Linked DNA regions of Mus musculus: regions 2, 3, 4 and 5 are each linked to region 1. A link is a contact called in public HiChIP or PLAC-seq and promoter capture Hi-C data. All regions are on one chromosome and are shown on one strand. The core of a region is the stretch at or near the end of the contact, and the rest is flanking DNA. Distances in the headings are between cores, read along the strand shown.

The links. Promoter capture Hi-C pulls out the DNA fragments that hold promoters and counts their contacts. HiChIP or PLAC-seq counts read pairs in DNA pulled down with a chosen protein or histone mark.
Region 2: a promoter capture Hi-C map of liver shows a contact between it and region 1, with 4 times the contacts expected there. The contact joins the enhancer-like site here to the promoter of Ntsr2 in region 1. A contact is called at or near these places in 5 of 39 promoter capture datasets (the 3T3-L1 cell line, hippocampal neurons and liver).
Region 3: a contact with region 1 is called in an H3K4me3 HiChIP or PLAC-seq map of bone marrow-derived macrophages, with 5 times the contacts expected there. The contact joins the promoter of Atp6v1c2 here to the promoter of Ntsr2 in region 1. A contact is called at or near these places in 2 of 39 promoter capture datasets (cranial neural crest and liver) and 1 of 115 datasets of contacts at active chromatin or transcription factors (bone marrow-derived macrophages).
Region 4: a contact with region 1 is called in a promoter capture Hi-C map of hippocampal neurons, with 3 times the contacts expected there. The contact joins the promoter of Pdia6 here to the promoter of Ntsr2 in region 1. A contact is called at or near these places in 7 of 39 promoter capture datasets (the 3T3-L1 cell line, 3T3-L1-derived adipocytes, cranial neural crest and 4 more) and 1 of 115 datasets of contacts at active chromatin or transcription factors (stem cell-derived neural progenitor cells).
Region 5: a contact with region 1 is called in a promoter capture Hi-C map of pre-B cells, with 4 times the contacts expected there. The contact joins the promoter of Kcnf1 here to the promoter of Ntsr2 in region 1. A contact is called at or near these places in 6 of 39 promoter capture datasets (the HPC-7 cell line, cranial neural crest, hippocampal neurons and 2 more).

Annotation. Positions count from the first base shown.
Region 1 is chr12:16,650,182-16,655,788 of GRCm38.p6, reverse strand. It overlaps Ntsr2 (neurotensin receptor 2), which reads right to left and starts at 2,319. Exons shown (of 4, transcript NM_008747.2): 1 at 1,666-2,319. The coding sequence starts at 2,289. It also overlaps a transcript of Lpin1 not described here.
Region 2 is chr12:15,651,391-15,656,997 of GRCm38.p6, reverse strand. All of the region lies in intron 1 of Gm40287 (a long non-coding RNA gene), which reads right to left. Among named protein-coding and RNA genes, the nearest start is that of Gm40287, 48 kb to the right of the region's middle. Within about 2 kb of position 3,302, at least 25 of the 459 cell types and tissues checked have an H3K27ac peak or open chromatin away from gene starts, as enhancers often do. A contact at or near this core is called in liver, where this site is marked.
Region 3 is chr12:17,321,476-17,327,082 of GRCm38.p6, reverse strand. It overlaps Atp6v1c2 (ATPase, H+ transporting, lysosomal V1 subunit C2), which reads left to right and starts at 2,353. Exons shown (of 14, transcript NM_133699.2): 1 at 2,353-2,453; 2 at 3,573-3,745; 3 at 5,418-5,485. The coding sequence starts at 3,617.
Region 4 is chr12:17,263,884-17,269,490 of GRCm38.p6, reverse strand. It overlaps Pdia6 (protein disulfide isomerase associated 6), which reads right to left and starts at 2,902. Exons shown (of 13, transcript NM_027959.4): 1 at 2,840-2,902. The coding sequence starts at 2,858.
Region 5 is chr12:17,174,619-17,180,225 of GRCm38.p6, reverse strand. Kcnf1 (potassium voltage-gated channel, subfamily F, member 1) reads left to right here and starts at 3,338. Exons shown (of 1, transcript NM_201531.4): 1 at 3,338-5,607. The coding sequence starts at 4,008. The coding sequence ends at 5,525.

The DNA.
Region 1 (5,607 bases), core at 1,070-3,569:
GGGAGTGGCCTGTGGGAACTTTCTCTCTACTCATTCTTTTAGTGATTTTCCTAGAGGCCAATGGGTAGCGCCTGCAGGTTGGACGTCTTATTCATATGCTTATGGAAAGACTACATGAGGACAGGATGCAGAGAGGGGAAGGGGGAAAGGCTGCATCGGGTCATGGGATAAAGCCCTCAGGTGGCCCAGGTTAGGTGCTTCAGTGGGAAGGAAAACTAGAGATCAGGTCTCTAGAGCATAAGTGGGGAAGGAGAGAAGAGGACACATAGTGAGGATCTGCTGTGCCCTATCGCTGACACCTTCATGAGGTCACATTTAATTATTTTCATGACATCTATGCCTTCTTTTTGACATCCATGCAAATCTGGGCATGTGAATGACACACACCAACAGACAAGCACTCCGTTCTGCCCCAACAGGGACAGAGAACAGAAATAGGGCCTCCTGGGAGCCAGCAAATTGATAATTCTGACTCAGTGTCCCTGTTTTCCTCACCATCCCTGTCCTGAATCCTTTTCTTAACTTGAAGTTTCTTCCAACAGTGTCCCAACTGGAACCCTTCAGTTTCCTTGGACTCCCTCCCTTCCTCCCAGATAATGGCTGAACTCTCTTTCTAGAGATGGACATGATGTTTCAAATGCCAAACTCCTTTTAAAGCAAATCCATTACCAGCAAACTATTGTTAGGCATTTGGTCCCCTTGTCCCCATTCAAGAAGAACTTGAACCAGATAGGGAAAAGGCAGCCCCGTAGGACATGGTTAAACATGGGCACAATTGGCTCTTTCCATGGTTTCTCTTGGGTGAAGAGGGAGGTGGTAAGTGAAGGACGGATGAATAGGTCCTAGACTCCTCCCTTCCTGCCCACCAGACCCAGATGATACACACAGGATGGTGCAGAGAAAAGGAGCTTTATGCCAGGCACCGCAGCCTTGTACTGTGGCAAGAGAATAGGGTGGAGAGAAAGAGGTATCAAGATTAATATGAAAGAAACCAATGGCAGAGAAAGGCTGGGGACCCTCACCAACAGCTACACATAAGAGACAAAACAGTAGAAAAAGCTCATGGATTATAAATGTGGGAGAAGGCAGGTGCTGTGCAAATGGCACATACTCTACTCCTGGCCAGTGCCCTTGAGCTTCTAACAGCTCCCTCCTCTTCTGCTCTGTATCCACTTCAGTTGTGCAAGTGTTTTTCTTCCTGACAAACCCTTCTGTTCTACCACCATATGTGTGCCCCTAGTCTAATCCATTGTTCTGGCACACCCGGACTTGAAAATCTCAAGCAATAGCTGCAAGACTCCAGTCCACACCTGGCCAGGAATTCAATGCAGAAGATATGATGGTCCAGTCATCTATGCAGCCCCTAATCCCACACATGTCCTGATGCACCAGCCAGCATGCCTTTCTGCACTTTCACATGTTTACCCTTCCAGATCCTCTGTGTGCTCACGGGTAGTGAAGGGATGCTGCTTGCACCCTTCCTTGGTCCTTTGAATATCTGGGAAGGACCCTGGAGGAGTTGCTTTAGTTTCTTTCACTACCCCAGTGTGTGTGTGTGTGTGTGTGTGTGTGTGTGTGTGTGTGTGTGTGTGTGTGTGTGTGTTAAAGGCTAACTGTAGGACATAGGTTTCCCCTTCTACTGTACCCCACTCCCCACTCCCTTACCTGGATGAAGACCTGGAGCGTGGCGCGACTTACTAGCACCGTGCACACACGCGAGGCAGGCTCAGGCTCCCCGTCGGCCCTCTCCATTTCGTGCTTCTGTCCCATGATAACCGCCATGGGCAGGGCAAGGCCCAGAGAGGCGACCCAGACTAGTGACAGCAGGCGGCGGGTGCGGCGCGGGGTGAGCAGGCGGCGGGCGCGCAGCGGCTGGCACACGGCCAGGCAGCGCTCTGCGCTCAGGCTGGCCACGCTCAGCACCGTGGCGTAGGCGCACAGCTCACGCACGAAGTAATAGCCACGACAGCCGAGATCGCCGAAGACCCAGGGGTAGTGGGACCACACGAAGTTGTAGAGCTCCATGGGCACGCTGATCAGCAGTAGCAGCAGGGCTGACAGTGCCAGGCTGAGCACGTGGTAGCGCAGGCGCCCGGGGCGACCCGCCCGCGCCTTCAGCACCACGTGCACGGACAGCGCATTGCCGGCTGTGCCAAGCGCGAAGATGAGCGAATAGAGCGCGGTGAACAGCACCTTGGCCCAGAGGCGAGTGTCCACGCCCAGCCGCGCCTCCAGGCTCAGCCCTGCACTGGGGCTGGGCCTCGGGGGCCACAGGCTGCTGGTCTCCATCTCTGTCTCGTGGTGGCCTGATCTCCCTCCCTCTCACTGCCCAGAGCCTGGGCTAGCTGCCCGGGGAGCCAGCACCACCTCCTTTCTGGGAACCTCCAAAACTGGGAGGACACGCCTCTGGAGGGAGTTCCAGAATCAGTCTTCAATCTTTCTGCCATTTGGCTCATCCAGAAAAGCACGTGTTGGTGGAAGAAGGTGGGGGAGGACATCCTTTGAGGTTCACCTGGATGGCATTGCTGGTAAGCCATGTGACCCGTGGGTAGGTTTTTAAAAGCCCTCTGTCCCCACCCCATTGCTTTTCAACTTTAAAATACTACCCATGCTGCAGAATTTCTCTAGGGATCAAATGAGTTAATTGGCAGGCAGATGCTCAAGCTACAGTACAGACAGACAGACACAATTTGAACTTCGCAACATCCCTCACCCCCGTCTGTTTGTTGTCATTTCTATGAGCAATCTGAGAAAGAGACAGCTCAGAGAAGGCTTTGCCAGGCTTCAGCAACTTTGCTCTCATTAACCTGGCTGCCTCTGTGTGATGGTTTGTATGTGCTTGGCCCAGGGAGTGGCACTATTAGAAGGCGTGGCCTTAGCCGGGCATGGTGGCATACACCTTTAATCCCAGTACTTGGGAGGCAGACGAATTTCTGAGTTCGATGCCAGTCTGGTCTACAGAGTGAGTTCCAGGACAGCCAACCCTGTCTCAGAAAAACAAAAAACAAAAAACAAAAAACAAAAAACAAAAAAAGGCATAGCCTTGTTGGAGTAGGTTTGTCACTGTGCGTGTGGGCTATAAGACCCTCATCTTAGCTGCCTGGAGGTTAGTCTTCTCATAGCAGCCTTCAGATGAAGATGTAAAACTCTCAGCTCTGCCTGTACCATGCCTGCCTGGATGCTGCCATGCTCCTGACTTGATAATAATGGACTAAACATCTGAACCTGTAAGCCAGCCCCAATTAAAAGTTGTCTTTATAAGAGTTGCCTTGGTCATGGTGTCTGTTCACAGCAGTACAACCCTAACTATGACACTCTGTCGCAGTAATAACCTCAAGAAGGTGGCCAGTGCACGCACCCTCCTGGTATCACACTGTCCCAGGATGTCACCCTCAGAGCAGAGGGACGAGTGTGTGTTAAATCTGTTAAACTGTGCGTATTTGTGAGCTCATGAAGAAATGAGAACTCTGGAGCTGGAAGACTTTTTGGATACCCATCTTCCTGTTCAGAGGAGGTCTAGTGTCTACTGGGGACAGAATTAGATTGACACCCATACCTCCGGATTCTGTTTTTCCAACCTCACAGGTTGTATGGCCCAGTGACAATCAGTTTCATCTTCTTCCAGATCCATATCCACAATGAAACTGAGATTTATTCTCCTTCTATATGGGAAGGCTTCTGAGGTGGGGAATGGACGGGGAACAACACGCACTCCATGCCTTTATCTCCAAACCAGAGTTGGAGAGATGAGCACGCAGGCAGATACAGAGAAGCACAGCGTTGCGGAGCAGAACCAAAGCCTCTCTTCCCTGAAGATGCTCTTGTCAGGTTTGTCTGAGCATCCCTGAAAGTAGCTAATACAATGCGCTTGCTCAGCTCAAACATAAGCACATCTTGAAGGGCTATATTTACTGTAAATGCCTTTATTAAACAAAACATTGGCTTTACCTCCCGAAGCTGCCAACTAACCATACTTCTACCGCAGGGACTCTTCTACCAACCCAGAGCAGACACTGTGGCTATGTAACTATAACCCATGAAATATTTCTGGATTTGCATTATGAAAGCCATTCCCTCCTGTCCCCCGTGGGACCCATTACAATGCTGGGCACTGGCTGATTCATGCATCGCTATTTGCTCAAACATACCTTATGCAGTGTAACTGCGTGTCAGTTAGCTGGTTTACAATGCCAAAAGTGAATTAAGTCTGCACCTCACCCTGAGAGACTGCTGTGCTTGTTATGATTTGAGACACAAATAACAGACCCTCCCTGGCACATTCAGAGTGTGTAATAAGGGGGCTGGACGAGAGAACTCTGTTGAAATTGCCCCCATTGTGGCCTGTGAACTGGCCGACTCTTCACCTGGAAATTCCTGTCTAACCCCAAGAAAGTTTGTGGAGTTATGTGTGGCTCTCAGAATGACCCCAGCAATGTCATCCCCACACACTAAGCTATCCCCTCAAAAGTTAGAAGAAGAAGAAATCATTCTGTGATGTCGGAGAAGTCTTGGCCTTGGCAGGGGACAAGCATGAGAAGGGTGAAATCATGGCAGAAATCATGGGTGAAATCAGTGTGCTATCCTAAAAAGTTAGAGACTTCTGCAACTGGTGATGTTCAAAATAGAACCGAGCTTTTAGGGCTGAGGACACAGACCTGAGGTGTCCCAGTGGTGGTGAGGACGGCAAGGCATGGACTCACAGATAACAGCCCTCCTGGGCACAGTCTAAGTGTCACATAAGAAGAGCTCTGGCGAATATGAGGACTCCAATTCCATCTTCAAAACCCAAGTGAGAATGCCAAATGTGGTCGCACACGCTTAAAAGCCCAGGGGTATGTTGATGGAGGCCAGATGGGAAAGAAAAGGCTGCTGGAGGTCGAGCAAGTCCCCCTAAGCCCTGCCAGATTCTAGGGGACAGAGATGGATAAGAGCTGCATGGTTCTGGCTGTAGTTTCACCCCAATGTTGAGCCCATGCTTGAGCCTCATTGGTGGTCACTTCCCTGTTCTTGGCATGCTACCTAACTGTAACTCCCCATTTAACACTACTTAATTCAATCCCGGCATCGGCAACATATAAGCCTTAAATAGCTCAATGGCTGGACCACTTCCTAACCTTCACATGGCTAGTCCACCCTCCGATATTCCCAAATTACTAAAATCTATATTACATCCTTGCTGACCTAGCCCTAGATGTGTAACCCTCTTGGGCTGTGATCTCCTGACTCCTACAAGGTGTAGGATCTATGTTCTCTGTCCTATGCCTCTCAGGTGTGGCATCTAAGTCCCTTCTCTTGGCATGGGGGATCTCTCTCTCCCTTCCTCTTTCTGTTCCTAGCCAGGAATCCTAAAAGTCCCACTTCTGTCTGCCCTGCCCAGCCATTGGCTGTCGGCATCTTTATTTACCAATCAGAACCAAATGTGGGCAGGGTCCCTCAGTGTCTTACATGTGAGACACTGCAAACAGGTTTTTGGGGGAACATAATTAGCAGAATACAAGCAGCATTAGACCAAACCCACAACACCTACCCAGTGCAAACTCCCAGCTGTCTAATCCGCAGTGAGACATGTGTCACCACGAACTCTGTCACTTTTAGCAAGTTGCCAGT
Region 2 (5,607 bases), core at 2,053-4,552, 1.0 Mb after region 1:
AAGTGGAGAAAACCTTGTAGTAGATGGGAAAAGATGCTCTTCGAAGATGATGTGGAGACATGAAGTAACCACTGGGAACATCTTGGGGTTGTCTTCTCAAGCAGAAGAAGGAAGGAGCCTTGTTGACTTGTGAGAGAATTTCATATGAAGAGGCAACATGGAAAGAGGATATGTTGGAATTCTTGCAGGTAGCAGAAGAAAAGAAGGGAAGTCTCTGCCTGACCACAAGCCACAGATGGTCTGTGTCTTCCTGATTAACTACTTTTCAGCTGTGTAAGTTTGTATGGCATACTCATGTATTTCTAATCGGCATGTATGCTATGTTGGTATAGATGCAAGGATGTGTTGTGTATGTGTCTATGTGAGTCATTGTGTGTATGAGTGTGTGTGTGTGTGTGTGTGTGTGTGTGTGTGTGTAGAAATCTAGGCCAGAGGTCAGTGCTTCCTTCATCACTGTTCCTCTTATGCTTTGGTTAAAGGCAGGGTGGCTCACGGAACCTAGCACTTCAGATTTAGCAAGACTTCTAGGCCTTTGAGTTTTATGAATCCTCCTATCTATGCCTCCCCAGTGCTGAGATCACAGACACCTGTCACCATGCCTGGCTTTTTATGTGATTGCTGAAAATCTGACCTAAAGTCGTCACATCTATTTGCTGACTGAGTCTGCATGGGTTTGTTTATGCTCTTCCTCCTCCTCCTCCTCCCCCTCTTTCCCCTCCTGCTCCCCCCTCCCTGCCCTAACTGCTCCACAGAAGTGATGGGTAGATTATATGCAAAAATAAGTCATCAAATACATGACTGTAAAAAATGAATATGTTTGAGAAACATATTGAATTAATTAAATTCCTTAGTTCTGGCAAGTTTTTCTTGCAAAGCAAAACAAAACCTTAACCACACACAAATTCAGCAGTGATGAAAACTGAAAGAGGAGCACAAATTTTATCTACTCCCCAACCAAAGAAATTCTACCATAACAGTTGTCCAAGAAGCCCTGCATCAATGGAGTCTAGAATTTCACTACTTTCTATCTTTTCTAATGATTCTTGATTTGTTATAGTCACAATTTCTCTCTGGAAGGTGGCTTGTTGTCTCAAATTCTGATTGTCAAGGTATGAAAAAAAATATATGAAAAGTTTAAGTTATGTCCAAAGTTTGCTGACTTAATTCAAGTGTTACTACATTACTACTAAGAGCTAAGAATTTATTTTTTAAAATATTTTTTATGGTTGAAAAAGTCTATGGAGCAATAGTATTCTGAGACAGATGTACATTACAAAAAGTTCAAGTTTCAGGTGCCAAAAGTAAAGCTGTATTGTAACCTAGATTCCCACACTTTCTCTTCTCTTTCTCTTTCTACTGTCTGGGGAGGCTTTTAGGACACAGGAAGTTGGGTGGTTTGGAGAGGTAGCTATAACCTTCACAGCCTAGAATCCTAAAGTACTAGCTTTCTGGTCCCTCACAGAAAGACCTTAGTCAAGCACATTCCATTCCTGTATTCAGCCTACACGTTGGACATGTGATCAATTCTAGGCTGGCAATAGTGAGTTGAGTAAACCTGGTCCTTGACACTAAGAAAAGAGGATCCATTATAGAGAAAGATAAGTAACCATGTTTTTATAAGATCGCATTCAGCCCCAGAAGAGGTAGAAGGGGAGGGATTTCTCTGGCAAGCTGAGGTCAACCTGGTGGCTGGTGGTTGTACGAGTTAAATTCTATCATTGGTGTGATAAAATACCCAATGAAATCACTTAAAGGAGAAAGCTTATTTTGTCTCTTTGGTTGAAGGTATAGTCAGCCCATTACAGTGGGGAAAGGCTGTCAACAAGACAGCCTTTGACTCAAGTGGTAGATGTACTAGGGGCGAGTCACATTGTATCTACAGCCAGGAAACAGAATGACATCAATGTTGATGTTCAGCTCACTTTGTCTTTTATATTCAGTCCAGGATTCTACAGGGACAGTGTAACCCCCATTCATAATAAGGCTTCCTTCTTCAGCTAAACCTCTCTGGAAATGTCCACACTGATGGAGCCATAGGTGTGTGTCCTAAGTGACTCCAAATAATTCAAGTTAACAGGAAGATTCACCACCCCAGTGGTTCTACTGCCACTCTTCTGTCCGCCCCAACCGTTGCCCCTTCCTCTACCATCTGTCCCCTGGTACACCTGTTCCAGGCTCTTGACAATTCTATGCATCAGGGACAACAGGTGCAAGGCACAGTTCCTGGAGGACAGCCGACCTTCTTATAGTCATGACGCCTAATTTCTAAGCTTGGCTGTGTTTCCCTGAGACTGGCTATTACCATGTGTGAGGCTCTTTGGAAGCTGGCTGGAAGCAGCTGTTAGAGATGTCCCAATACTTATTTCTACAGTTACAACTGCTCATTTTCCAGGACTCATCCTTTGTATTTGTGGCCCCTAGAATATTGGTCCCATGAGAATCTCCTGCCTCTCCTTCAGTGCTTCTCTACAAGCGTTGCCACCAAGGCAGTCATCTTCAGATGACACATGCCAGAGGAGCAGATGCACTGATATCTCCATGCCTGTCATTCTCTAAGCTGTTCTGAACATCTGAAATAGGAAACAACTAAGAAGAGGTTAATTCGGTAGCCATCACAGATATTATTCTTAAAGGGGAGACCCATAACACGACAAGCTAGATGAGTGACATTTTACTGCAATACTTAGGCAATCAAAACCAGGACAAAATTTAAACTAAAAGGAAAACCTTCCAGGAGGAACATTATGTGTGAGAACCAAGTTAAGAAGTGCGGAAAAGCCATTTTATTTTCTTAATAGCTAATTCCAGAAAAAAACACAGAATAGGGAGAACATTCTTTCTTTTTATTTTTTTCTTGGGTTTTGGATACAGGGTTTCTCTGTATAGTCCTGGTTGTCCTGGAACTCACTCTGTAGACAAGCTGATCTGGAACTCACAGACATCTGCCTGCTTCTGCTTCCCAAGTGCCAGGATTAAAGGCATGTGCCACTGGCCAGCATTTTTGAAGCTGGATCCCTGTGGAGTTTTAGAAACAGCAAGTGTGCTGTTTGAAAGATAAAGGATTCTTGTCTGAGCTGCCTTACCTTGTGTGTTTTTAAAAACCACCACTTTCCCCAGGGTTTCAGTTTCCTCTATGGAAATGAAATAAGGCAGATCAAATGCTATTGCAGACTTATCCTTGATACGTGAATGCTTTGTATACAAAACTTTGTAGACAGAATTCCACTTGGAACTGAGTAGCAAACACACACAACGGATGTGGATCTTGCTCCTACAGCCAGCCAAGGTGTGACAACAGACATTGCACAACACTCTTTGATGCAATGTTCTTGTTTGAGGGGGCAGGAGGTGGTTGGGAACTGCCTGCAAGCCATTTCAGTCACTGGGACATGAGCTCACCATTTCCAGACAAGAAGCTTCTGAAACCATTTAGTCTGCCTTGACAGTGAGGTGTTAGAGAAGAGGCTGGCCGAGGAGCAGCTGCAGAGTTGACGGATGTTTCCCAATGGGAGCCGTCACTCCACCGTGTACGAAAGTGCTTGCACCATCCTGTTGCAGTACGAAACCCATGCCCTTCGTCCAGCTGGCAAGCTCTAGCCCATGCAAACAAATGTGTTTAAAGATAGACTGCTCATTTTATGATGGGTGTATGTTGAAACAGGACTCCCTGGCTTTCCATGAAGCCTAAAGGCACAGTCTGAAATTTTAATCACACATGAAGATATTTAAAGGGGCAAATACAGACAACTCTTTATCTGTTTATATGACCTAAGGACATTGCATTTACTACCTAAAAACTACATTTGTAGACCTTTTTGCTCTTGAGTTTAAGTTCCTCAAAAAATGGCAAAGGAATGCAATTATTTTCTGCATTCCTTGCACGGATCATGAACACAGGTTCAAAATGCAGCCACGGTATACTAGTTGGAATTAATCTGAGCTCATGCAATCATAGAGAATAAGGCATCATGGAAATAAATCCTTTGTATAGTATCTATTCTATAAGGAAGGAATCAGAAGTCAGAGTTTCATAAACATTTAGTGGAAGAAAAGGTAAGAGGATAAAAAGTATCTTGATTTTTAGTTTTAAGTGTGAAACTTCTGCACAAATACTAGGTTATTACCTTGTCCTAAGTGAGACATTTCCCTTACTTCCTGCACTTGATCTGCCAAACAAACATGGCTCTAACTTCTGAAAGATTCAATTCTATACAAGCAGGACTTTCTTTCCTTTTTCACTAAAAAAAATATATGCATTCCTACAAAGAAACACATGTCTAAGCAAAACAAAATGAACACAGGATAGTCTGAGTGTAGTCCTACACATCTATGACCCTAAGCAAGAAAAGAAATGTCCCATCGTCTTCTCATTCAACTCAGCAGAAAGAATTGTATTTTGTTTTGTCTTGAGAATTCTATAACTGCACATTTGTAAAACTCTAATATGAAGTAAGCTGAAAGGGTCAGAGCTCTGTTGGTCCTTTTTGAAGTGTGAACCTGAGAAGGGAGCAGGCAGCACAATGGCTAAACGTGTGCACCCTTAATGTCCCTTCCTGTCAAAGCTTTCTTTGAGTGCCAATAAAAGTGTGTGAGGGGACAGGAGACCTGCTGGGGCTTGCCATGTGAGCCAGAGGTGAACAGGGTGGCATTTTCCTTAGAAACAATTAAGGAATTTCCTAAACAAGCAACCCACTAAATTCTGCAATCCATCCTTCTCATCCAATCTCCCCATTCTTGTTTCAGTGACTCATAATTTTAGAGTCCACCTTTTCCTAGTACTCCCTTGGGGATGATAGCATTAGCTTAGGAATAGTAAATTGTTGTAGTTTGCCTCTCGAATGTTCTCCCAAGGCCATGTATCAATGTCTTGGTCCTGGCCTATGAAGCCACTGGAAGGTGGGACCTTAAGAAGATTAGTGGAAATTAGCTCAGTGGGGAATTCATCTTTGAAGGGATATAGGTACCTACTCATTCCTTTCTTACTTTGCTTACAGCTTACTTCAAGCTGACCTGAGGAAAGAAAATTGGTGTGCTGTTGAATCCTGCCTTGTTGTGATACTTTGCCCCAGATTTGAAACGGCAGAGCCAATCAATAGACAATAGACAAAGATATCAACATTACCAGCAGCTGCTCACTTTGTGAATGACTGGCAGCTGGATCCAATCATACCAAAGCAATCTCAACCTAAAGAGTTTCCTTCCCTTCCCTCCTCCCTTCCCCTCCCCTTCCTTTTCCTTGCCTTCCTTCCACCTCTCTCCCCTTCTCTCCTTTCCCTCTCTTCTCTTTTCCTCCTACCTTCCTTCCTTTCTCATTTGTATTATATATTGTGTACACACACACACACACACACACACAGACACACACATGTTGGATGGCTGAATGCTGCAATATTTTAGTTCATAGATCTCCCTTAGGACTAGCAATGATTTGCAGAGTCAGTTAAAATATAACTGATTCGCAGATAAACTTTGGGTTTCCTAGAGGATGCACAGTCCAGAGGATGAATTCATCATGAGCAACGGTGGTTCTACAAAGAACACTAGGTTCATAAACTCTCTCCACTGCCACACTCCTGCCTAGATGTGAAGTCACAGTTCTGTTGTAAT
Region 3 (5,607 bases), core at 1,104-3,603, 670 kb before region 1:
CTTCCCTCCCCTTTGTCTGTCAGTGATCTGGTCCCAGGTCTATCATATTGGTTTCCCCGGCCTGGAAAAAATGGAATGATTTGAAGTCTAAGATTGAGACCACCCCAACAAATGTTCACCAAGCCACTCCTTTTCTGGAATAGGCACTCAGACTCCTTGTGCACACAGTGTTTCCTCATCCCTCGGTTTCAGGTGTCCTCCCTCAGGACATGTTGCAAGGACTGACTAATGCACAGTAGTGTCTCAACACCGTGATGTGCAGTGCAGGTGCTAGGAGCTCCATCTACAAAGCATGGCAGTGGGATCAGCTTGACCTCAAACCACAAGTGTCCTGGATCTGGCTTCCCACCCACCACGGGTCACAGCAAGTCTCCCATACAGCAAGTTCTTTCCGACATGAATGGGTTCATATGGCTAGTGTGATAGAGCAGAGAGAAGAATCCTTTCTCAGGCAGCAACCAATGAATTCTTCAACAACCCCTTTGGCATCATCTCTTCCATTGTTTACAGAGAAGGACAAGCTGAGTTTCCTCTTTTAGGGCCTAGAAAATGGATTCTTGGGTGTGTTTATTTTTGTCTTGTTTTTTAATGTATGCATGCATAAACGTGTCTATCTGTATGTATGTATGTATGTATGTATGTATGTATGTATGTATGTATGTATGAATGCATGCATGTATCAGACAGGGTCTTGCTATATATGCCTGGCTGGTCTGCAACTTGATATGTAGTTTAGTTTGGCCTCAAACTCACAGAGGTCTGCCTGCCTCTGTCTTCCAGTGCTGGGATTAAAGGTTTGTGCCACCATATCTGACTCTTGTCTTGTTTTCACATTCCCAAGTTAATTCCTAGGGTTTCCCCTTTTTAGTTTCAAGTATTCTTTCCTTCCTTCCTCCCTTCCTTTCTTTTCTTTTCTTTTCTTTCTTTTCTTTTCTTTTCTTTTCTTTTCTTTTCTTTTCTTTTCTTTTCTTTTCTTTTCTTTTCTTTTCTTTTTTAGTTTTTTTTGAGACAGGGTTTCTCAGTGTAGTTCTGGCTGTCCTGGAACTCACTCTGTAGACCTGATCTTGAACTCAGAGATCCACCTGCCTCTGCCTTCCAAGTGCTGGAATTAAAGAGATCTATCAATCTGTCTGGTGCGTGCGTGTGTGTGTGTGTGTGTGTGTGTGTGTGTGTGTGTGTGTGTGTGTGTGTGTGTGTGATGTGCAGCCCCCCCCCCCAGGCACCTCTGTAGAAATCAAAGGATAATTTTTGGGAGTCAGTTCTCTCTTTCCACTATGTGGGGTCCTGAGATCAAATTCAGATTGTCAGGTTTGGTAGCAAGCACTTTTTTTTATCTCATGACTTCACTTTCTGATTACAGGTAAAATATGTACTTAAGCTTGGTCTTAGTAGAACCTATATTTATCTATCAGTCAGTCTGTCTGTCTGTCTACCTATCATCTATCTATCTGCCTACCTACCTGTCTATTCATCCATCCACCTACCTATCTATCACCTATCTATCTATCTGCCTGCCTACCTATCTACCTACCTACCTACTTACCTACCCATCTGTCTGTCTAATTTCGCTGGGAACCAAAATGAACGTTGGGCTGGGCTAGTAAGAGCTCATTAGTCACACTGAACGCCTATGCAACTTTTTTCCATATTATTTTTTCTGTCCTAGGGCTGGAACCCAGGGCCTTGCACCTGCTAGGCACGCAGTCCACCTCAATTATGTCCCTCAGCACGACTTCAGCAGCTTTAAATCCCCTCTGTGTGGGTGGGGAGAGATGGGTGTTTCCTGGGCAACCAGGGGCAAGCTGGCACCCACGCAGACTGTAGAGAAGCCTCTCCTCCCTGCAGGTGTGTGTGTTTGTGTGTTGGAAAACATCTGTGAACCTGTTGCGCTGCTTTCCGTGGGTCAACCCGGTCTCTCATGCATGGACTTCGGATACTCCCTGGAGCAGGTGAATCCTTGGAGACAGGGCCGGGCCGCGGTGAAGTGGGAATGGGAGGCTGCAGCTGGGGGACCCTCCTTCTGAGAATCCTGTCTTGTTGCTGCCTCACGGAGGTGGCTCTACTAGCGCCCGGTATTTCTGTTCTGCGGATGGAGATCGGGTCAGGCTCCCAGCTACCACCAACTCCGGGCTAAACCCACGCGCAGAAGGGATCAGGGCCCCCCTGCATCTACTTGTATCCCCTCTGTACCCTGCCTGCATAGTGTCTTTCCGGAGCTTGAGCTTGGGTCCACAGCAGCGCCACACCGACACGGACATCAAGGGAGGCGGGCAGCCCGTATGCAAATATCAGAGGGGCCCAGGATTGCCCCTCCCGCTGGGATAAAAGGCGGGGCGGGGCGCGCACCGGACCATAGAAGCCGCTGCCTCCCGGGAGCCGGCCGTGCGCTCCCGCGGAGCCTCCCGCACGGTGTCCCCGCGTGTCTTCTACAGCTCAGTCTTCCGTCGCTCCTGGTAAGGACTCGAAGCCGAGCTGCGACAAGGATCAGGGGTGGGGAGGGAGCTGTCGAGGCCGCAACGAACAAGGGGCGACACGCGTTCCCTCGGTCGAATCCGTACTTCCGTGGGTCCTCGTGGTCCGGGTGTGCACTTTCTCAATGGGAACATGGGAAACCGGCGCCCACACCGCACTCTCCCTGGCTTGGCAGGTGGCATCTCCCCAGGAGCTGCTCACTGGCCAGTTTGTCCCCAGGCGATATTCACTCAGGTCGGAAAGAACAGCATTTGGTTTGTGCAAGGTTAGCAGGGACCGGGATAGGCAGGGTCTCAGGTCCCTATGAGATGGTGAGATGGAAGGAGAGAAGAAAAGGACTCAGTGGGGGTACCCGTTATCCCGCGGCGATTCTCCAGTTTTCTGCAGATGTCTCAGGATGGGATGCACCAGGGAGGTGACAGGCACGGAGGGGAAAGGTGCAGGTGTGCACATATTTGAATGAGCAGAACAGATCTAGGCCCCTACACCGGCTATGGAAATGTAACTGCTGGTCTGTCGGCCCAGGAAGCTACCTGGTCCTACCAAGACCTATCTCCCTCAGCAGAAGACTCCAGCAGCCCTTTGAGGCACTTCTTTAAAGTTTGTTTCTAAAGCTAATTCCTGGCTTAAGATTGGCCAGCTGAGATCTGGGTTTGACCTGATGTTATACTGTGGAAAATCCCTTGTCTCCCACCTTCATCCACCCTTCCTGGATTCCATAAAGTACAACAAGCCAAGATGAGAAAAGATCCTCCAAAAGCCGTCTATGCTTAGCCTTCTGTCTGCCCATCTTAGAGCTGCTGTACACTGAAGCTGGGGAGTGCAAGGAACCAGTGTGGGCCAATCAAAGCCCCCTAGGGAGGGTAGGTGAGAGGTTTCCCTATGGCGGGGGCTTCCCTGGGGCACAGACATATTGCTTGGTGGCAAATGCATGTCCTTAAATGTCCTTAAAGCTGCTGAAAATGAACTAGAAGGTCAAGGAAGCCAGGCGTGACAAATGGAAAGAGTGGCAGGGCCCAGAGAGGATTAATTCTGAGGTAAGGAAAGGTGAAGTAGACACCAGACACATCTCTGCTCCTGTTTCTGTTTGTGTGCATTAGTCTTGGTGCCTGTCGGTAACTAGATAACCGGAAGACTTGCAAACATGTCTGAGTTTTGGCTTATTTCGGCCCCTGGCGATAAGGAAAATTTACAGGCTCTGGAAAGGATGAACAATGTAACTTCAAAGTCTAACCTGTCCCACAACACCAAGTTTGCCATCCCAGACTTCAAGGTAAGATATCCCAAGAGGAGGGGGGAGGCTATGGATTGGCGGAGGGCAGGGGTTTCTGAGCAGGAGGTGGCTTCTCAGAAGTCAGGGATAAGGACTCACCGCAAATGTAGAACAGTGACGACAAATAAGCCTGGGCTAGAAGATGACTTTATGCCATATCCCCAGGTTAACTGTGGCCCTTCTGGACCTGAAGCCATAGATAAGCATGAACACGGCAGGCCACGTGGATGGAATGTAGGTGGGAAGTGGAAGGGCACTGTGTATGCACACTCTGATCCTTCGGAGTGGTCCTCAGGGTCTGCTGCATCTAAACAGACCCACTGCATAGCTGAATGTGTACGGTGGGAGCTTTGATGCTTTTCTTGACCTAGAGGTAGTCCAGAAAGTCTGGGTCTTTCTGATTCTGTTGTGGGGGTCAGACACAGTGGGAGTTTCAAGATCTGAGAGGGCTCTTGTAGACAGGGAAGCTCAGATGAAATAAATGTTAAAGATGAGGAAATAGGAACCATCTTTTTAAAAAATATATTATTTTGTTTGTATCAGTTTTTGCTTGCATGGATGTATGTTTGTGTACCATGTGTGTGCCTGGTGCCTGTGGGCATTAGAGATCTTAGAACTAGAGCTACAAACAGTTGTGAGCTGCCATGTGGGTGCTGGGAGTGGAACCTGGGTCCTCTGGAAGAGCGGTCTGTGCTCTTAACTACTGAGCCATCCTCAGGAACGATCTTTTTTCAAAAAGACTTGCCCAGGTCAGGCCAGGCCAGGCCTCGAGGCTCACAGCCACAAACCCTGCACTCGGGAGGCAGACGAGAGGGTTGCTATTAATTCCAGGCCAGCCTGCTCTACAAAAGGAGTTCCTGGACTGAATTGTGAGACCCTATTTCAGAGAGAAGGGTTAGGGGAGAGTGAGGGAGGAAGCTTGGGCTACAGTCAGTTGAGGACCTGAGTTCAAGCCTCAACACCCAGGTAAAAAGCTGGGTGTGACCTGTAACCCTGCTCTGAGGAGGCAGACATGTACTTCCCATCTCTCTGAAGGTCTTTGGACATTTCATTCAGCTTTATACTAAGAAACAGACCTTAAATAATCCAAAAAGGACCTCTATAAATTGGACTGAGGTCAGGTCACCAACATGATAGTCCTTCTTATGAGAGAGACATGTCAGCTTACTCTGTTGTCATTCTGTCCCATAGGTTTATGTAGTAAACTGCTCTATGTACAACTGCAAGAAGCTAAGTTTGGATCCCTAGCATCCATATCAGGTTCACTGGCGTGCACCTTTAATCACAGCGTGGGGAAGACAGAGGCAGAGGTCCATGGTCAGCTGGTCTAGCTGACCTGAGGGGCTCCATGGTCCAGTGGGAGAGACTCTGTACCAAAAAACAAGATAGAAAGAAAGGGAGGAAGGCACCATATGTTGACCTCTGACCTCCACAGGTATAAGTGTCTGCACATACATGCATACACACATACTGACATGTAATAAAATAAAAATATATAGCTCTCAGTCTATATGTTTTCCCAAAGTGTTTTTCCACTTTTTTAGTCTGGTTGTTGGCTAAAAAGAGTCAGCTCAATGTGAAGTGAGAGTCCTTGTGCAGTCGTCACAAGAACGCCTCACACTCATTGGCCGGAAAGCACATGAGCATAACTCCGTGATGGATTTTTTTCTAGGTGGGGACTTTGGATTCCCTTGTTGGCCTCTCTGATGAGCTGGGGAAACTCGATACCTTTGCTGAAAGGTAAACTATTTCTTATTTACTACACACAAGTAAGAATTTGACATTGTTGTCAGAGGACACAGTGTTCTTGCTTTGGCCAAACCAAAGTATGACTTGTCTAAACTTGGTCTCAGAAGCCAGAA
Region 4 (5,607 bases), core at 1,653-4,152, 610 kb before region 1:
TCAAGAGAATGTGCCAAATATGCCCACATCACACACAAATACAAAGATATCACAGAAGGAACTATCGAGAAAGGGGAATGGGACCCGAGAGAGAGGGAACAACAATGGGTAATGTGTTGAGTGTAGTGAATATAGTCAAAGTACACTACATACATGCATGAGAATGTCACACAATAGCTACTCTCTGTACTGTGAGTATATGCTAATCTAAATGTCTAAGAAGTACACTACATTTGAATTTAACAGCTAACATACAACCAGAAGGCAGAGCAGGGAGGGCTGAAGCTGCTATGTTTAATGACACTGTTGTCTGTGAGCACCTGGGCTACTGTGATAGTGAAAAGAACCAGCAGCAGAGGACAGAGGACTGGACAAGCGGAGGGAAGAAGTCCAGAGAACACAGACAACTGTTTACATGAGTTTCATTGTGAAGACCTGGGAAGAGCAAGAGCCATGTGGGGTGGAGGGACGCATCTCCCTAGAGATGCAAGTGGTCTGCGTGGATATGTGTGCATAGTGGGAGAGGCCGAGGACACTGAGGGTCTGAACAAGATGCCCTGAATCAGGAGCTCTGCAAGGCTTCCACTATTTTCACTAAGTGGGGCAGGATGAGTATGTTTCGATGCTGGCTCAGCCAGTGGGGCTGTTCCCTCAAACTATTATCCCCTCTGAAAGCCACCAGCCACATGTGGCTACCGCAAACTGAAAGCTTCTCCAATGGTAAGGAAACATATTGGTTCCAAAGACTTGAAGAAAAACAGAAACAAATTTCTATTAATATTCTCTCACTGGTTATATGCTGGAATCATGATGTTAACCCATGAGTGTGGCTTAAAGATAGGATGTGCACTAAGAAGCACACACGGAGACTATCTCACCACCAGGTCAAAGCTACAAACAGGGACAGCTAGCTCATCATTAGGGGGATATAATCCAGTGGGCTTGCCACCGTAAATGCAGTTGTTATGTAAACTTAGTTCAAAACACTGTTAGCTGTTCTGCTATGCCTTTTTATTTGTGGCTCCTAGAAAACTTAGGATATTACACACAGTTTGCATTGTATTTCTATTGGATGGTAATGCTCGCTGAAAGGAATAGTAGTGCTTGCCTCCAGAGTGTTGGGATTAAAGACACATGCTACTATGCCTAGTAAGTTTATCTTGTTTATGAAACTGTCATGAAGTTGGGCAGTGGTGGCGCACGCCTTTAATCCCAGCCCTTGGGAGGCAGAGGCAGGAGGATGTCTGAGTTCGAGGCCAGCCTGGTCTACAGAGTGAGTTCCAGGACAGCCAGGGCTACACAGAGAAACCCTGTCTCGAAAAAAAAAGAAAAAAAAAAGAAATTGTCATGAATTCATATTTGTTTGATACACTGAGTCTTGTGAAAATTGAAAGGTAGAAAAAAAAGTCTAGTTATAGACACTTGGAAGGTAAAGTCATTACGGACTACCAATCATCTCCCATGTAACCTTGTTATAATCGACTTCTGACTGATGGCCACCCTAACTTTTAAGGTGCTTAGGTCTTAGACCTTTGATAGGGTAGCCATCTGTTAAGAGAAGCTCTCAAGGAACTAGGCAAAGTGTAAAGACAGAAGTCTTACTATATCAGCCATGGAAGAGGAATGCCTTCCTGAGGCATGGAGCCTCCATCCCTGTGGGAGCCTGCAGAGAACATGTTGCTCCCCTGATGCCCTAATGGCCAAGAGAAGTGGAACCACCCAGTTCTGCCTCAGCCTACCAACTGATGGCTCTAAGATGATCTAACAGGGTTAGGAAGAATCAAATACACTGTTCCTTGCACTTGCTCTCCAAGCAACAGCCCCACCCCCACCCGGGGTGGTGGTGGTGGTTTACTATGGCTGAATAGGTCAATGCTGACCCATCAAATCCTGCTTCTAAAATTCACATGGCCACTCTACACAGTGATAATGAGCACCACCGGGAAAAAAAGAACTCCCAGGGTCCACAATCTATGCGTGCAGATGGTTTTGCCATCTGTGGCTTCCCATTCAATCTCTGTAGCAGTTAAGGGTGTTATAAATTCACACCAGTAACATTTCTGCCTGGCAGCCGCTGGCAGCAGGGTAGCCAAAAAAAAGGCTGACTACCTTATTAAAATAATGAGTTAATTGATAGAATCACTTTTTCACAGGCACTCACTGGAAAACCAAAGATTAAATCTTTCCCTCTCATCTGCTCTCTACAGTAACCCAGAAAGTAGTATTTTTCTTGCTTACTCTCTTTAAATATGTACTATAGCTCATGGGGCGAACACGGTTGAAAAAAGCTGGCAGAGCAGTGAGAAAATATGCTCCGGGTCTCAACTAGTAAATGGAGGGAGAAGTGGTGTAGGGATCCACCTCCCTCTCCTACTTTCTAGCCAGGATCAGCTGAGTTAACTAATGTCAAAAACTATAGGCCCATTTACAAGGACAGCCGGGAGATGAGGGCCCCTCAGATTCGCCCACGAGTCGCTAAACATCATTCCCGGACACCTGGGTGGACGACCAAAGGCATTTTAAGTGCTCAGGAGTTGTGAGGCCTTGGTCAGTGGGCACTGCCCACTTCTAAGACACCTTCGGGACAGGCCTCTGCTATCTGCCTATAAAAGTGAAGGCTGAGCTGGACCGGAGGCGGACCGCACTCGTGGGGAGCAGAGGCTGCAAGTCTCCGACTCCCCGGGGCCTCCCGTAGTGGGCCCGACCTGGCCTCTCCCACCCAGCTCGCCGCGAAGTCCCCAGGCAGGCCCGGCAACTCGTCCCTCCACTCGGCCCTGCTTCGCGGCCCCGGCCCTTCAGGCTGCCTCCGACCGGCTTCCCACCACAGGCCCGCGCTTACCGAGCACCAGGCGAGCCATGCCGATCACCCGCATTCTGTCCGTGCCGCCGCTGCCTCGGCTCTGCCGCGCCCACGTCCCGCCCTCGGCTTCTAGCGGGCGGTGCGCCGGCGCGCGGAGGCGGGCCGGAAGGGCTCGCCACGCCGTGGCCGCCTTTCATTGGTCTCTGTGGACTTCGCTCATGTGCGTGGCCAATTGAAAGCGGCCGGGTAGAGGTTACCGGTTTGTTTTTTTTTCCTCGGGGGTGGGGGCGAGCGGAGTAGCGGAGCGGGGCGGGGCAGGGCGAGGATGGGCGGGGAATGAAGGGGCGGGGTCAGGGGACCTCCGGCCCTGTTCCTGCGGGGTACCCCTTGTTCCCCTAATTTTTTTCTGAGTTAACTGAAACAAAACAAAAAACCCAGGACTAAGGGGTCCTCATTTCTTCCTGGCTTTCATTCTTTTTCCTCTTTGCCTCTCTCGTGGCCCCTTCCAGCTCTCATTCCTTGAACTGTCCCTTTATGTCGGGAGAATAGTCCTAAGACTTCAGTGTGTTTGGGACCTTATTTATTCTTTTGTTCGCGGACTCAGCATTCAGTGAAAACCATTTGCCAAACTTATTCTGTATATAGTATCATTCCAAACTTTATTTTGTTAAATTGATTGCAAAGCCTTGTTCACTCATGTGCCCCTAGACCCTCAGAGTATAAACTGCGGGGTTTATCGTTCTTGGCTCTGGGGGTGAGGGCTAAAATGTATTGCTTTGCAATATTTACAAAGGTGTTTAAGGCTAACAGAGTGAGACACAATAGAAAAATAATGGCAGGGGATGCCTTTCTGTTGGTGTGCTTGAGTAACATGCGTGAAGCCCTGGCTAGGATCCCTAGCACCACAGAAACACAGCATGGTGACTATGGTGGCTAGTTTTATGGCAACTTGACTCAAGCTAGAGGAAACCTCAAAAACAACAAAAAAAAAAGCTTCTATAAGATCCAACAGTAGGACATTTTCTCAATTAGTGATTGAAAGGGCCCAGCCCATTGTGAGTGGTGCGGTCCCCGGACTTGCGGTCCTAGGTTCTATAAGAAAGCAGGTTGAGGGTAAGTCCTGAGCAGCGCGTCAGTAAGCCACATCTCTCCGTGGCCTCTACTTCAGCTCCTGCCTCCGGGTTCCCATCCTGTTTGCCTTCCTGCCCTGACTTTCTTGAATAATCAACATGGAAGGATAAACCAAACCCTTTCCTCCCCAAGTTGCTTTGGTCATGGTGTTTCATCACAGCTACAGTAACCCCAACTAAGACAGTAACACACCTGTAGTGCCAGCGCTAAAGAAAAGGAAGCAAGAGAATTAGGGGTTCAAGGCCAGCTTTGGCGACACAGTCAGTTTGTGGCCAGCCTGGACTACATGAGATCCTGTCTAAATTTTTTAAATGCTAATAAAAATTTTAACAACAATAATAGCTTCTTTTTACTGAATGACAAAACAACGCTGACCCTGGCCAGAGCTCTCTTGGGCAAAGGGCTCCAGGAGAAGTGGTGCCCTGTTGGAAGGTGGAGCCCTAGGAGTGCCTTTGGAGAGACTGGCAGGCAAATGAGGCTCCAAGGAGCACCAGAACCACAAGGCTGACTCTTGTAAGCCATTGGCAAGCTTTCCTGTCCACAGCAGGCACACTGCTTATTTTGGGACAGGAAGTCCCTCTGGAACCTTGGTTAGCTCCACCTTTGCAGGAAGGTGCCAGTGATCACAGAGCTATGTGTGGAGTCAGAGCAGAGGTGTGTGAGGTCTGCAGAGAGACATAGTTGGGCGGTGTGTTCTCCTGGAAGGCCCTGAGGTGAAATGCTACTTGTTTTTCTGAGGCTTTCCTCAGCTTTCTGTGTTTCCCCCTGAAATATGCAGCTGTAGAAAATGGAATTCCAGTGAGATCCTTTCCCTTGACGGATAAGGACTGGGAATGAAATCCTGTTTTCATCCAGACGTAGGAATTTAATTCTGATCACCTGCAGGGGATCCCCTCATTTCTTATTCCTTAACCCAGCCTCCTCCTCCTCACATGAACCATCAAGCTGCCACAACGTGTCAAAAAGGGGCGTGCATTCTGAAGCTACCAGCTGACTCTACCTCTTTAGGCCTGCTATGTGAACAACACCATAGTCCTAACTCAAAACCAGTCCTGATAGTGGTAATAGTTCTGGTCCATTTCATGACTCATGAGGTCCCCATCTAATCTGTCGCAGAGTAAGGCAAACGTGGACCTTTCCATGAAGCCTACTGTACACGGAGACTGGCTTGCAAATGTGTACCAGGATAAGCAGGAACCATTCCCTTTCATTAAAAGCAAAGAGGATATTAACAGTCTATGCTGGTCAGCTTTTGTCAGCTCAACGTCAGCTAGAGTTACCTGGGAAGAGGGGATCTCAATTAAAAATTTGCTTCTATCAGTGTGGCCAGTGGGTATGTCTGTGCAAGCACCTCTTTTTCCTTTTTAACTGCTAATACATGGAGGAGGGATCAGCCTTCCCTGGGCAGGCGGTCCTAGGTTGTATAAGAAAGGTGACAACAGGAGCAAGGAAGCAAGCCAGGAGGCAGAGTTCCTTTGTGCTCTCTGCTTCAGTTCCTGTTTTCGGCTTCCTGCCTTTGTGTCGCTTGAGGATGGGCTGTAACTAGTAACCCAAATGAACCTTTTCCTTACAAGTTGCTTTTGGTCAGTGTTTTATCAGAATAGGAAAAACAACAACAAACAAACAAACAAAACCCTAAGGCACAGCCTAACTATGCCAGGTCCTGATGGAGGCAC
Region 5 (5,607 bases), core at 2,089-4,588, 520 kb before region 1:
GAGCAATACTACCCAGGGCTGACATCTGACCTCCACATGCATGTGCAAACATGTGTGTGTGCTCTCACACACGCGTATCCCATGTACATATACATGGACACATATACACAGGTATGTGTTGTGAGTTATTTCTTAATAAAGCTGTTAAGATCAAAAAGTGCTAAGACACTTAGCTCCTCCCTGGCACTAGCCACATTTTAAAATGCTCAGAAGCCAGGTGGCCAGTGACTTCTGTTTGGGTCCTAGTAGGGGAAACTGTCAGCCCCACCTGAGTTTCAGTGGGCAGTTGAAGGCTGGCCAGGCAGCTGGAGCCCACCAAATCTGGCCCAATACCCAGCCCCTCCTATTCCTGATAAGACTGAACCTTGCACTTGATGCTGAGCAAGTGCTGCAAGGAGAGCCACTTTATCCACCATGCAAGTTATTGTTATTGTTGACTCTACAAGCCAGGATCATCAGGGAAGAAGGGACCTCAACTGAGAAAATGTCTCCACCAGGTTAACCTGTAGGCAAGTCTGCAGGGACTTTTTATTATTATTATTAATCGTTATTAGTGTAGAAGGGCCCAGTCCACTGTGGGTTGTGTAAAAAGGAACCTGAGGAAGCCATGGAGAGCAAGCCATTGAGCAGCATTCTTCCATGGCCTCTGCTATGGCATCTGTGACCACAAAGCCTGAGAAGAGACTTGTCCCTGCAGGGCTAGTCCACTCTCCAGTGGGGATGACCAACTCAGTCCCAGGCTCTAACCTACCCTCCCCCTAAGTAAATCCTCACAGCATTGGCATATTTGGCCAAATTGGCGTAGGACAGGTATTTCCCCTGCCCTAAATCATCCCAGTCCCAGATACCAAAACAATGGAGACCGCCCTTAAACAGAGCCTGTCAGGACTCCGGCTTTCTAGGCCTAAGTTCTTGCTTCTGCCATGCCTAGATTTCCCTCTGGAGACCCCAAGGAAGGCTCCCACTTTCTTCTTGTTCCCAGCCCTGTTTGGTCAAGCCTGTAGTTGTCCTGCCTGTGCCCTTTTCTTGGGGTTTCCTGGAGAATAATTTTAACACCTAACCTCTTCCGTGCTGGAGAGGTGTCTACAGATCTTACATGCTTAAAACACCCCCACACAGTGATGGTACCTGGGGTGGTGGCTGAGGTTCCATCAGCACTGTGATATCAAACCACGGGAACACTGTGGACAGTGTCAGCTTTGTCTGTTTTTGAGACAAGGTGCATTGTACCCCAGGCCAGCTTCAATTTCACTATGCAGCCAAGGATAGCCTTGGACCCCTAATCCTCCTGTCTCTACCATATCCAATTTTTATGCATCACTTTTGGGGGAATTCAGGAAGCATCACCCCATAATTCTTCCCTCTCTTGTTATGCCCTAACTATACTTATTATATATCTATCTATATGTATATGTAGATATATATCTATGTGTATTATATATATGTGTGTATTATATATGTGTATATATAAATATACATATCTATCTATCTCTCCAGTAGATTATGAATTCTATGCTTACCTAGGGTGGGTGTGGCATGTATACATGCACAGAACCTCAGTAAATATTTGAACATGTGAGCAAGGATGGCTTTTTTAAGCCCATAAAGCTCAGACTTAGATGCTCTTTGCACTGGACTCTGCTGGTATGTAGAAGAACAGGACAGGGCAAGGAGCACTAGCACAGACAATATGGACCCAAGGGTGTGGAGATGGTGGGCTGGTTGCCTACCAAGGAAAGGGGCCTTGGAGCCTAGCAGACTAAATCCCAAGTGCAGTGGGTGATGGTGGCAGTTACTTGATACCTTATTTTCTCAGAGAGCAGCTGGTAACTGAGTAAAAATATATATATATATGTATGTATGTATATGTATATATACATATACACACACACATATATATACACATATGTGTATATATACATATACACACATATAATGTATATATATTTACACACACACACACACACATGGCACCCAGAGTGCTAGGGGTACAGTGCTCTTATATTAGTGTTCACTGTTATTGCCATTCAACCTTTCTCATCCTCAATTTCCTATTCAGAGTAACACACCATGGAGAGGTGCTAAATGGAAATAAAATCAAAATTGTTAAAATATTTCCCTAATAAAAATTTGTGTACTGTATTCTACTGCATCTGACTTTTATATCACCCCATTAAAGAAAATACTGCTAGTGGCCCAGTATACCAGTTTCATGATTCATAAACAGGCATGGTCTTGAGCGGCTAAGAAATCCAGCTTACAGAACACATTTTAATGGTCTTTTTCAACAAGCAGTTTTAGAGTCACAGAAAATTTGTACAGAAAAATGCAGTTTCCCAGACCCTTGTCTCTACAGCTTCCCCCACAATCAGTACCCCCTCCCTCTACTGTCAACATCCCTGTAGGAGTGAAATGCTTGTCACAGTGGAGGAAATTCCAGGAATGGAGCATCTGTCATTACCCACATGGCCAAAGTGTCCTTTAGGACCCCCTCTTGCTTTTGTGCATCCTGTGGGTTTTGACAAGTGTGAATGACATGTTTGCCACCACACAATCAAACAGAATAGCTTAACTGTCCTATTCACCCCTCTTACTGGCTCTTCCTGTTCATCTCTCCAACTGTGTGTGTGTGTGTGTGTGTGTGTGTGTGTGTGTGTGTGTGTCAGTGTGTGTGTGTATGAGAGAATCCCTAGCCTAGGATAGCTTCCACCTCTAGAGGATAACCTTGAACTTCTGACCTTGCCCTCCTTTCCTAAGTGAGGGAAAGCTTGGATCATAGACCTCACCCCCACCTCACCCCCACCCCCACATCCCAAGCCCAGTTTATGTGGTACGGGATAACAAACACAGGGCCTTATGCATGCTAGGCAAAGGACTCTACCAAACTGAGCTACATCTCGGCCCAGCTTATGTTTTTAAATCCAATTCCAGGCCATAGCTAGATCCAGGGTTGATAACCCCGATGGTCAAGAACCTGGATTTGAACCAGAGATGTTCTCTGCCTCAGGAAAGATGAGAGGGAATATAGGGGCATCCAACTGGAAGAACTGATTTCTCTCAAAGTAGAGGGGGTTATGGGCACAGGGGTCATAGGAATCCAAGGCTCTGGGAGCTAATGGTGATGATGTTGTCCTGCTGGAAGCTAGCAGCTAGGCTAGCAGGAGAACCCTGGGTGAAGTGATGGCTAAGCTTTCCTCCCTTTTCATCTTGTGACCTGAAGCAATTTCCTCTTTATTGTGAAGGCTGGGACAAGTTGTGGTACAAGGTCACACCACCACCAGCAGGGCAGTGCTTAGGAGTGTCAAGGACTTATCCAGGGCCTACCGAAGCCTAGGACAGAAGGAGTGTGCCCAAGGAGTGCGCGGCTGCCCCTTGAGGGACTTGGTAAGCAACAGAGGTTCTCTTTCCTCTCTCACCTAGCTGGGCAGGAGGGATTTGGCAGCCTGAGCCGGGCTGGCCTTAAAGCTCTGGATCTTAACCTCTGAGCCCTCAGACTCAGCGGGTGGCGCCGGTGGCAGGGCGGCGGCAGCTGTGCAGGTCTGCCCAAGGGTTAACTCATTCCTGGGCAGCTGCAGCGCGTGCGGTGCGAAATCTCACCAGAAGAGGGTACAGTAGCAAAGCGTTTGACGTCAGGCTGGAATTCCTATTGTGTTTCGGACCCGCTCCGGCAAAGCCACTCCAAGTTAGCTCTCTATACAGCCCGGATCGCGCAGCTCTCGGGCTGACCCACCTCTGCCGCTCAACCGGGGAAGGAGGACGCTGCCTACGAGAAGAACCAAGTCCTGTCCCGGACCGAGCTGAAGGAGCCCGTGGGTGAGTGTCACCGGAGGCCACCGGCCGCAGAGTCCCCCGCCAGCGCTCCTGGATGCCCGCGTGCAGCCCCGCCACTGGGTGCATGGCTCCCTTGCGGCGCGCCCCAGCCTGCCTCCGCCCGCTGTGAGTGCCTTTTCCGGCAGGTGGTTGTTGTCCCCTAGGGCCTCGCATTGGCAGCGGCTGCGGCAGGGCTCATGGAACCGGGGCTTGCAAGCGAACCCGCGGGGAGCATGGACGCATCTGCTGAGCAAAGCCTCCCGGAGCCAGGCAGCCAGGACTCCGTGGCAGGCGAAGACATTGAGATCGTGGTAAATGTGGGGGGCGTGCGGCAGGTGCTCTACGGAGACCTGCTCAGCCAGTACCCTGAGACCCGGTTGGCAGAGCTCATCAACTGTTTGGCGGGGGGCTACGACACCATCTTCTCTCTGTGCGACGATTACGATCCGGGCAAGCGCGAATTCTACTTTGACCGGGACCCAGACGCGTTCAAGTGTGTCATTGAGGTATACTATTTCGGGGAGGTCCACATGAAGAAGGGCATTTGCCCCATCTGCTTCAAGAACGAGATGGACTTCTGGAAGGTGGACCTCAAATTCCTGGATGACTGTTGCAAGAGCCATCTGAGCGAGAAGCGCGAGGAGCTGGAGGAGATCGCGCGCAGGGTGCAGCTCATCTTGGACGACCTGGGTGTTGACGCTGCTGAGGGCCGCTGGCGCCGCTGCCAGAAGTGTGTCTGGAAGTTCCTAGAGAAGCCGGAGTCTTCATGCCCTGCGCGGGTGGTGGCGGTTCTATCCTTCCTGCTCATCCTTGTCTCCTCCGTGGTCATGTGCATGGGTACCATACCCGAGCTGCAAGTGGTGGACTCCGAAGGCAACCGCGTGGAGCACCCAACGCTGGAGAACGTAGAGACGGCTTGCATCGGCTGGTTCACTCTGGAGTACCTGCTGCGCCTCTTCTCATCGCCCAACAAGCTTCACTTTGCCCTGTCCTTCATGAACATCGTGGATGTGCTGGCCATTCTCCCCTTCTATGTGAGCCTCACACTCACGCACCTGGGCGCAAGAATGATGGAGCTGACCAACGTACAGCAGGCAGTGCAGGCCCTGAGGATCATGCGCATCGCACGCATCTTCAAACTGGCCCGCCACTCCTCCGGCCTGCAGACCCTCACCTACGCCCTCAAGCGCAGTTTCAAGGAACTGGGGCTATTGCTTATGTATCTGGCCGTGGGCATCTTCGTCTTTTCCGCACTGGGCTACACCATGGAGCAGAGCCATCCTGAAACTCTGTTCAAGAGCATCCCCCAGTCCTTCTGGTGGGCTATCATCACCATGACCACAGTGGGCTATGGTGACATCTACCCCAAGACCACTCTGGGCAAGCTCAACGCAGCCATCAGCTTCTTGTGTGGGGTAATTGCCATTGCCCTGCCCATTCACCCCATCATTAACAACTTTGTCAGGTACTACAACAAACAACGTGTCCTGGAGACGGCAGCCAAGCATGAGCTGGAGCTGATGGAGCTCAACTCCAGCAGTGCAGAAGGCAAGCCCGGGGGTTCTCGCAGCGACCTGGACACCCTGCCCCCAGAGCCTGCTGCCAGGGAGGGGCCAAGCTGGGGTAGCCGGCTGAAGCTCTCACACAGCGATACCTTCATTCCCCTGCTGACAGAGGAGAAGCATCATAGGACCCGCCTACAGAGTTGCAAGTGAGAGCTGGACTCCCTGGCAGGGACGGACTGGGCTGTGGATGGACAAACCATTGGGTAGACATGTCAGTAGGCACGTCTGTGGT